2 separate regions of the Mus musculus genome follow, and region 1 is linked to region 2. Evidence: chromatin contacts called from public Micro-C data. All regions are on one chromosome and are shown on one strand. The core of a region is the stretch at or near the end of the contact, and the rest is flanking DNA. Distances in the headings are between cores, read along the strand shown.

The links. Hi-C and Micro-C count contacts between places; a contact is called where the count stands out from the background.
Region 1: a Micro-C map of palatal mesenchyme shows a contact between it and region 2, with 4 times the contacts expected there. The contact joins the promoter of Irs1 here to the enhancer-like site in region 2. A contact is called at or near these places in 15 of 39 promoter capture datasets (the 3T3-L1 cell line, 3T3-L1-derived adipocytes, the C10 cell line and 10 more), 1 of 15 datasets of contacts at CTCF or cohesin (pro-B cells), 24 of 484 Hi-C or Micro-C datasets (the 3T3-L1 cell line, adipose-derived mesenchymal stem cells, cerebellar granule neurons and 9 more), 12 of 115 datasets of contacts at active chromatin or transcription factors (the 230-238 cell line, the NIH/3T3 cell line, craniofacial prominence and 8 more) and 1 of 9 other capture datasets (pancreatic islet).

What each region holds. Positions count from the first base shown.
Region 1 is chr1:82,287,991-82,293,149 of GRCm38.p6, reverse strand. Irs1 (insulin receptor substrate 1) reads left to right here and starts at 1,711. Exons shown (of 2, transcript NM_010570.4): 1 at 1,711-5,159. The coding sequence starts at 2,657.
Region 2 is chr1:82,039,597-82,044,536 of GRCm38.p6, reverse strand. No RefSeq gene overlaps it. Among named protein-coding and RNA genes, the nearest start is that of Mir6344, 90 kb to the left of the region's middle. Within about 2 kb of position 2,891, at least 26 of the 459 cell types and tissues checked have an H3K27ac peak or open chromatin away from gene starts, as enhancers often do. A contact at or near this core is called in the NIH/3T3 cell line, craniofacial prominence, embryonic fibroblasts and 1 more, where this site is marked.

The DNA.
Region 1 (5,159 bases), core at 462-2,961, 250 kb before region 2:
CCGCAAGCATCTGAATGGCGCCAGTGCCTACATCTGTACCCTCTCCCTCTCTCCCCTTTACCGCATCTGTGCAAGACAGGAAAGACAGGCAACTCCACCAATCAGCAGGCTGCCCCAGGAACCTCACCCCGCCTCTCTAGCCGCATTATGCTGAGGCGCGCAGCCCCCTTTACCCATCCGCTCCTCCCCTACTCCAAGCCAGGCAGTCTAGTGGATTGAGCATGCCCAGCACCTTTACTGCTGCGTCTCACTGCAAACAACCTGCAGTGCTGGAGAGCGGGAGGCTGAGAGGGTTCCTGGCTTAGGAAAAGAGGTGGAAAACTAGAACCGCCCATGGCTAGAGTAGAATGGCTTTAAGCACTGGGAGCAACGTCACATTTGTAGGTCTTTAATGCCGGTTGGGCTAGACAGGGACACCCTGCTTGATTTATAGGTCATCTTAAAAAGAAAAAGAAAAAAAAAAACTTTGGGGAGCGTCTGCTTGTGGTGAGACTAAGAAATAGGCTTTGCAAAGAGGCTGCTGACCCGTTTTCATCAAGAAGTACCCATTTTCCTGTGCAGCCTAGCCACTTATCCTTGTCTCCCACTTATCCTTGTGGTCAAGGTTAAAAGTGTATAGGGTCGTCTAATGCTCGTGCAAACTATGAAACAAACATCTGCTAACATATACACAGTAAGGGTGTACACTTAGGAACTCTCTGAAGGTCCTTTACATCTTTAAAAAAAATCACAAATAGACTTACGAATGTGATAAGGGGTGCCAGGTTTCCTCCAGCCCCCGCCCCCCACCTTTTGCACTAACTAACCCTTAAGTGTGAATCCCTCTTCACCTGCATGAAGGAAGAGAAATGGTGACTTTTACATTTTATTTCCTTAGTGATCAGCGGCTAATAGTGCCAGGTGTGAGATCCCAGGTCGCGATTCCGAGAGACCCTAACCTAGCCAACAGTCATTGCCCTTGGGCGTCCCTCTCTGTTTCTTCCAGGTGCTTCACCACGGTACGTCCGGAGATTCCAGGTGGAAGACTGGCTCAGAAGTCCTTTAGAAAATCTTACAAAAATGTAGATCTCCCTACCAGGGCCTCTCACCCAGACACCGACATCCAGCTGCCTCCCGGGGGTCGCCTTTACCTGTTGGGTGAGAGCTAGCAGGTCACCCGCGTCCCCTCCGCCCCAGCGCCCCCACCCTCTCGGGGCTCTGCAGCCGCAGTGCACCCCCCCTCTCACTGCCCCCTCCCTCACTCCTGCGTCTTCCCCAGATCCCCCCCTCCCGTTTTCCCAGACTCCCCTCCTGCTTTCCGGTAGCCACCCAAACAAGCCTGCCCTCCCGCCGCGGGGATTCCTACGGGCCGGGGGCGCTCTGGGTGGCACGGGCGTGGGAGACACAGCGCCCCGGGCTCTGCCGGCCACGCAGGGGCGCTGCCCGAGCGCTGCAGCAAAGGGCCAGCGCGGGCGCCTCTGCGGCACGGCCAGGGGGTGGAGAGGGGCGGGCGTGGGGCGGGCTCGGCCCGGAATGTAGAGCGAGCAGGGAGAGGGAGAGAGACCCGGGCTGGAGCCTCCCGGCGGCGGCCAGGCTGCTGAGCGCAGAGGCTCCGTCACGTGTTTTGCTCCTCTGGAGTGAGACGGCGGCGCGGTCTGAAGAGGGCCAGCGCGCGGTGCCAGCCGCCGCAGCCGCCGCTTGTTTTGGTTGGGGCTCTCGGCAACTCTCCGAGGAGGAGGAAGGAGGAGGGAGGAGGAGGAGGGAGGAGAAGGAGGGAGGAGGAGAGAAGTAACTGCAGCGGCTGCGCCTCGGGAGGACCGGGCGTCTTCCCCGATCTCTTCCCAAACCTCCCCCGCTCCCCGCCTCCCTCCCTCGTCCCCTCCCCTCCTCCCTTGCGGACTGGAGCTAGGGGCAGGGATGAGCCTGTCCCTCTGGACCGTCCCCTGCTCCCCCAGCTGCCCAGTAGCGTTGCGCGTGGAAAAGCCACTTTCCCCGCCCGCCGAGATGGGCTCGAGTGCGGGCTGCAGAGGACGCGTCCTCGGGCGGCAGCAGCAGCAGCAGCAGCAGCAACAGCCGCAGCGCCGCGGTCTCTGCGATTGAGCTGGTATTTGGGCGGCTGGTGGCGACGGGGACGGTTGAAGGGTGGGAGGAGGCAGAGGAGGAGGAGGAGAAGGAGGAGGGAGAACCCGGTGCAACGTTGGGACTTGGCAGCCCGCCTCCCCCTGCCCAAGGATATTTAATTTGCCTCGGGAATCGCTACTTCCAGAGGGGAACTCGGGAGGGAAGGCGCGCGCGCCTAGAGAGCCAAGCGGGGACTCCTCGGGCCATCGCTGCCTCCCTACATCGGACTCGACCAGGGGCGGCAAGGGATGCACCATAGCTCCTTCTCTGCTGCAGGGACTGGGGGAGACATAGTCCTCGGAAGATTGCGGCTGCACTCACCCTAGACCCACTGCCCTTCCCTCTGGGCATGAAACGCCCTTAAACTCGGATCAGGCTATCTTCCTTGGCGCAGTTACCTCGTCCTTCGGCTGCCCCTCCCCAGCTCCAGGAACAGCGTGAATTTTGGAGTCAGAATTTCTGCGAGCTTCCTCCAGCCCGGAGTGCATGTGCGGGGCCGCACTGAGAAGCCACCCCTCACCCAGTTTTTCAACACCTCCCTCTGCTCCGCAGCAGCATGGCGAGCCCTCCGGATACCGATGGCTTCTCAGACGTGCGCAAGGTGGGCTACCTGCGCAAGCCCAAGAGTATGCATAAGCGCTTTTTCGTGCTGCGGGCGGCCAGCGAGGCCGGGGGCCCAGCGCGCCTGGAGTATTATGAGAACGAGAAGAAGTGGCGGCACAAGTCGAGCGCCCCCAAACGCTCGATCCCCCTCGAGAGCTGTTTCAACATCAACAAGCGGGCTGACTCCAAGAACAAGCACCTGGTGGCTCTCTACACCCGAGACGAACACTTTGCCATTGCCGCGGATAGCGAGGCTGAGCAAGACAGCTGGTACCAGGCTCTTCTGCAGCTGCATAATCGGGCAAAGGCCCACCATGACGGGGCTGGAGGAGGCTGCGGCGGTAGCTGCAGCGGCAGCTCTGGCGTTGGAGAGGCAGGGGAGGACTTGAGCTATGACACGGGTCCAGGACCCGCGTTCAAGGAGGTCTGGCAGGTTATCCTGAAACCCAAGGGCCTGGGTCAGACAAAGAACCTGATTGGCATCTACCGCCTCTGCCTGACCAGCAAGACCATCAGCTTTGTGAAGCTGAACTCCGAGGCAGCCGCTGTGGTGCTGCAGCTGATGAATATCAGACGCTGTGGCCACTCAGAGAACTTCTTCTTCATCGAGGTGGGGCGTTCCGCTGTGACAGGGCCTGGCGAGTTCTGGATGCAAGTGGATGACTCCGTGGTGGCCCAGAACATGCATGAGACCATTCTAGAGGCAATGAGGGCCATGAGCGATGAGTTTCGCCCTCGCAGCAAAAGCCAGTCTTCATCCAGTTGCTCCAACCCCATCAGCGTTCCCCTGCGCAGGCACCATCTCAACAACCCTCCACCCAGCCAGGTGGGACTGACTCGGAGATCTCGAACTGAGAGCATCACTGCCACCTCCCCTGCCAGTATGGTGGGTGGGAAACCAGGTTCCTTCCGGGTGCGTGCCTCCAGCGATGGCGAAGGCACCATGTCCCGTCCAGCATCAGTGGATGGCAGTCCTGTGAGCCCTAGCACCAACAGGACCCACGCCCATCGGCATCGAGGCAGCTCCAGGCTGCACCCCCCACTCAACCACAGCCGCTCCATCCCCATGCCTTCTTCTAGATGCTCACCTTCAGCCACCAGCCCAGTGAGTCTGTCATCTAGTAGTACCAGTGGCCATGGCTCCACTTCAGACTGTCTCTTCCCGAGGCGCTCTAGTGCTTCCGTGTCCGGTTCGCCTAGCGATGGCGGTTTCATCTCTTCTGATGAGTATGGTTCTAGTCCCTGCGATTTCCGAAGTTCCTTCCGCAGTGTCACCCCAGATTCCCTGGGGCACACCCCACCAGCCAGGGGTGAGGAGGAGCTGAGCAATTATATCTGCATGGGTGGCAAGGGAGCCTCCACCTTGGCTGCTCCCAATGGCCACTACATTTTGTCTAGGGGTGGCAACGGCCATCGCTACATCCCAGGTGCTAACTTGGGGACAAGCCCAGCGCTGCCTGGAGATGAAGCCGCGGGTGCAGCAGATCTGGATAACCGGTTTCGAAAGAGAACTCACTCCGCAGGCACATCTCCTACCATTTCCCATCAGAAGACCCCCTCACAGTCTTCAGTGGCTTCTATTGAGGAATATACAGAGATGATGCCCGCTGCCTACCCACCAGGAGGTGGCAGTGGAGGCCGACTGCCCGGCTACCGGCATTCCGCCTTCGTGCCCACCCACTCCTATCCCGAAGAGGGTCTAGAGATGCACCACTTGGAACGTCGTGGAGGCCACCACCGTCCAGACACCTCCAACCTCCACACTGATGATGGCTATATGCCCATGTCTCCTGGGGTGGCTCCAGTGCCCAGCAACCGCAAAGGAAATGGGGACTATATGCCCATGAGCCCCAAGAGTGTATCTGCCCCACAGCAGATCATTAACCCCATCAGACGCCACCCACAGAGAGTGGACCCCAATGGCTACATGATGATGTCACCCAGTGGTAGTTGCTCCCCTGACATTGGAGGTGGGTCCAGCAGCAGTAGCAGCATCAGCGCAGCCCCTTCTGGGAGCAGCTATGGGAAGCCATGGACAAATGGAGTAGGGGGGCACCATACTCATGCCCTTCCTCATGCCAAACCTCCTGTTGAGAGTGGTGGCGGTAAGCTCTTGCCTTGCACAGGTGACTACATGAACATGTCCCCAGTGGGAGATTCCAACACCAGCAGCCCCTCAGAATGCTACTATGGCCCAGAAGATCCCCAGCACAAGCCGGTCCTCTCTTACTACTCATTGCCAAGGTCCTTTAAGCACACCCAGCGCCCTGGAGAGCCAGAGGAGGGTGCCAGGCACCAGCATCTTCGTCTCTCTTCTAGCTCTGGACGCCTTCGCTATACCGCAACTGCCGAAGATTCCTCCTCTTCTACCAGCAGCGACAGTCTGGGTGGGGGTTACTGTGGGGCTAGGCCAGAGTCAAGCCTCACACATCCCCACCACCATGTCTTGCAGCCCC
Region 2 (4,940 bases), core at 1,642-4,141:
GAAGCAAAATGGAGGGTGACAAACGATGACTCAGATCCAGCATGGTTTTAAATAGCCACAGGTAGCTATAGTATCATATAGGGATAGAATAATTGGGTAACTTGTTTAATCTAAGTGGCCAGCTTGTACAATTATCTGCTGTCCATGAATTTATTGTGTGGGCATCCTGTTAATTGAGAAATTATTGATGTAAATCTGACTGATTAATTGTAAGCTTCTAGAGTTTTGTTTCTACCTGGTTGCTGGGTGTTGTGGCAGCTGACTGTGGGGTGGGCGGTCCTTGCGTGGGGCTGGTGTGGCAACGGCCTGCCACGGGAATTTGACAAGTTGGGTACAGATGTTTCAGGAGCTCCTGGCCAGAGAGACTGCCCAGTTGAGAACGTTTCACTGGAGCCATGAGGGCCACCAGTTGCTGACACTAGCAAGGGAACATGTCTATCTTTTTTAATATTTCCTGCAACAAAACTGTACAAATTGCCTGAGGATTCACAAACCTGAGGACTGGAATTCAGATCTTCACAACTCATATAAAATCGGGCTTCATAGTTCAAGGGCCTATAGTCTCAATGTTCCTACCGAAAAATTGAGGTGGAGGCAGGAGATTCCCTAGTAGGAACTAACTAACCAACCACACACATGTATACCCCTTCCTATCCCTGTAAATAAATAAATATCAAAGAACCTGAGTTCAATGGTTGAATAAGAATATAAAGAAAGCAGATGAATCTAAATATATGGTGTATATGAGTACAATAAAATACCTGATTAATTATGGTTACAGAAGGGTCTACTTGGCTTGATGTGTTAGAGGTTCAAAGTCCAGAGAGTATATGTAGTTCAGGATTGGTTTGGTGCAGTCTGCCATCCCAAGGCCCAGATGATAATGGCATGTGTGTGTTTGGGAGCAAAATGGTCCTTTCTCCAGCTGAACACAAACACAGTGAACAAATGGTGTCTTATAGTCCTTTTGAGGGCATGGCTTTACTGATCCAAGTTCTTCCCAGCAGTTCCTACTTCTTCACATCACAAGAACACCCCGGGGAAGCCACACCTTTGTGTATGGATGTTTCAGGGTATTCATCCAAGCCCCAACATGTAGGATTAGAAGTGAGATCCACCAAGGCAGGAATAGTTTCATTTTTTTTTTTTTGAGTAGTAATTCCTGATTTGGTTCTATAAGGCCTGTCTTCAAATACATGAGATTGCAACACAATTTTTGAACCCTAAGTGGTCTTGTTCTATCTACTACCCTCTTTAAAGATTAAGGTACTGACAGACTGATCCAATGAGTGACTCTCTTGACTATGTATTTTATAGAAAATACTTCCATGTTCAATGGAAGAAACACAGCATTGGTATTCTGTATTTCTATCTTACCATATTTTCAGAGGCAACCATGGAACCGAGTGAGGCTGGAGTTTCAGTGTCTGGGTGCTGGATCACTGCCTATAGTTGTAGATTCATGTGTCGTCCCTGCAGACTCTTAAAAAGGGAGTTTTAAGGTATTTCTTAAAGAATTGTTAAGCCAGTTGTCAGATAATGTTTTCAAAGTTCCTTCTAGACCTAAAAGAAAAGTGTTATCACATAGTTTTCCAGAACAGGAAACTCAGGCCAAAGGGAATCCCTCTGGCCTTCCACACAGGTCCAAGCCTGGTTTGGAACATTCAAAACTCTGTCCAACCTACAGACCCCCAGGAGTCATTCTGCAAAGTGGTTAAACTCGCTTCCCTTTGTTTCTGTAATTGCCAGCTTCTAATTTATTTCCTTTGAGAAAGGGCTTATCTCACCATCAACTCATTAGCGACTTAATACGGGTTAAGCTGATTATAGGCAATGTGAACAGGGATGTTCCCACTACAGGGCAATCAGGATCATAATGCCTTAGGAGAATATCTCTCTTGCCTCTATGATTTTAGCAGATTCTTTTGGATTTGGTACTACAGGTAGAGTGCTTCCTCTTATCCTGCTTCTGGGATGCAATAATCACTTTGGATTTTATAGAAGAAAACACAGAGGCCAGGCAATATGAAGACAAATGTTCAAAGAGATAGGAATAACATTGTTTCTACATTCCTATTTGGTTTTCTGCTTCTTACATGATTGAAATATTTTAAGATTCAGTCTGAAAGAAAATGTGAGGGATATTACTGACGGGTGCAGAGATTAGCTGGGAAAGGGAGACTAAATCAGAAATAAGAAAGATTCACAACGACTACCCAGGGAGGAAGGAAGGAATTTGAAACCTATCCCAACCCAATCCCTTCCTTTTAGGCTGTCTCCAAGAGGCTAAAACATCTGGTGAGGCATGTCAAAGATCCAATCAATCATTCCAGTGTTTGGTCTCTAGGATGCCAGACATCTGGAATAACTATGTTTCTCCTTTCTTTAATTAAATCAACTGGATATTTTGGTTTTCCACAAAATCAGCTTCTGCCTGTATCATACACATCAGGGTCCTTTTGCAACCTTTAGAGTTCTGTTTAGATATGTGTTTATCTAGGTTGTAATCTCTCTGACTGTAACTGCAGATTTAAAATGGTTTGCATATCATACAACAATTTCTATGGAAGTATTAACAAAGAAATCAAAGAAGCACACTTGAATTCCATTTCTCCCCCCAAGGTATACTGAGTACACTTCTTGGTGACTAGAAGTGGAAGGGGTTACAGAACAATGTTAAATAATGACAGAGCTAGCTCAGTAGAGATGAAAGCAGACTCTTTGATAGAAAGACAGCTGGCACCAACAATAATTTTAACTGTGTGTAACAGGAACACACAATTTATATAATTTATGCATTCCTAGGTTTTTCAGTCCATAGGAATTTGGGCTGGTTTTAGGCTATTTTCAAATATCCTTTGCATTCCTATCTGGAAGGGCTGCTGGGCAGCTTAATGACTGAAGGGAGTTAAAAAGAGACAAAGTGAAACCACGAGCACAGACTGGTTTAATGGAATATCATATTTACCAGGAGAGAAATCAAGCCTTAGAATAGACAAAACAATGTTTATCACTCTAAATATGACAGAGAACAACTGAAGAATGTCGGGCTGACATCTCATGTCTCATACCTTCCGCTTTAATGATGCCCACATGGGACATTCTTGGCAGACAAGAATTGCTTTTTTAGGGAGATTCTGTTTTCTTTGGTTTTAAGGAAATGGAAGAAGAAACTACTATATGCAGCTGGAGGTTATTTTCTAAGACAGATGAATTATGATTTTAGAATCTTTGTTATAACCACTTGAGGCAAATGAGCCAAATATTTTACATTCATACTGTGAAAACTTGGCTACATATGTCCAAACATGAGGGCTAAACATGGTTTTACCAAAGGGAGCTTCCATTTCTACAAAAGGCCTATGTATATTCAGCCAGTCCAGTCACTAAAATCGTCAAATTCTGCTTTGATAATAGCTCATTGGATGGAGAGACTTTGTTTTCCTGATGGTTGGCTTTGCAGTGTTTTCTGCTTAAACCGTTTTCTATCACATGACAGAAGCTGATCGTACACACATGGACACAAGTTTACACTTATTGCCTCCACAAGCTTGTGAGGTAGACACTGTTATCGACTTCAATGATCAGAGACAGGAATAGGAAGACGAAGCAACTTAGGGAGATGAAGCAACTTTATGAAGGTTAGATAATTTAATTTAAACTGAGTATTTCTTTTTAAAATGTGTGCTTGTACATAAATGTATACTTTTAACTACATTAAGGGAATACTTTCAACAGAAAAGGTTACTTTAAATATTAAGATAATGGATTACTTTTTCAGGATATGGAGCAAAGTATACATAGATGCATATCTATAAATACTTTCACATTTTAGGCCACAGACCAATACATAACACATTATTGTGTAACTTCCTTATCCCTTTGTAGGATTAATTGACAACTTCTCAAATGTTAGACTGAATCTTACTTGAGTCATCAGCCGACTATTCCTGTAAAGGGCTAGTGGATAAAGGTTTATGACTTGTGGGCTGTATGCTTATCAAAATTATGGGATGCTGAGAAATCATAAACAAATCTGTGTGCATGTGTTTGTGCATGCATGTGTGTGTATGTGTGTGTGTGTGTGTGTGTGTGTGTGTGTTTGTGTGTCTGCATGCATGTGCATGTACACAACACTGCCTGTTTTAGTGAGCTTGTCAGTGAAACACTTAGGCTACTGTGAACAGTGTTACCAGCATCTCTTTCATTTCTGTAGCATGTGGACTTGGGATTGATGGATGGGACAGCAGCTCTACTTTTGTCTTCTGTACTGTTTCTCAGAATGGCTGAACCAACTCAGGCTAACCAATAGTGTGTAAGGGTTTGGGGAAGAGAGTTGATCGAAGCTGCTTAAGTGTTACCTTAAATCTGACTAGACACAGTGTTTCTCAATCTTCCTAATGTCGTGAACCTTTAATATAGTTCTGCATGTCATGGTGACCCCCAACCAAATTATTTCATTGCTGCTTTATAACTGTAATTTTGCTACTGTTATGAATCATAATATAAATATCTAGTATGCAGGATTGCTGACATGCAAGCCCCAACCAAAGGAGTTGTGACCCACAGGTTGAAAATAGCTTCTATGTAAGTCTTTTTAGGCACATTAGACACAGATAGAGAAATGACTGCTTCCATTATTATTATTATTATTATTATTATTATTATTATTATTATTATTATATTTTCTTTATTTACATTTCAAATGTTATCCCTTTTCCTCGTTTGCCCTCCAAAAACCTCTTCTACCATCCCCCCTTCTCCTGCTCAACAACCCACCCACTCCTGCTTCCCTGTCCTGGCATTCCCCTACACTGGGGCATGGAGCCTTCACAGGACCAAGAACCTCTCCTCCCATTGATGACCAGCAAGGCCATCCTCTGCTACATATGCAACTGGAGCCATGGGTCCCTCCATGTGCACTCTTTGGTTGGTGGTTT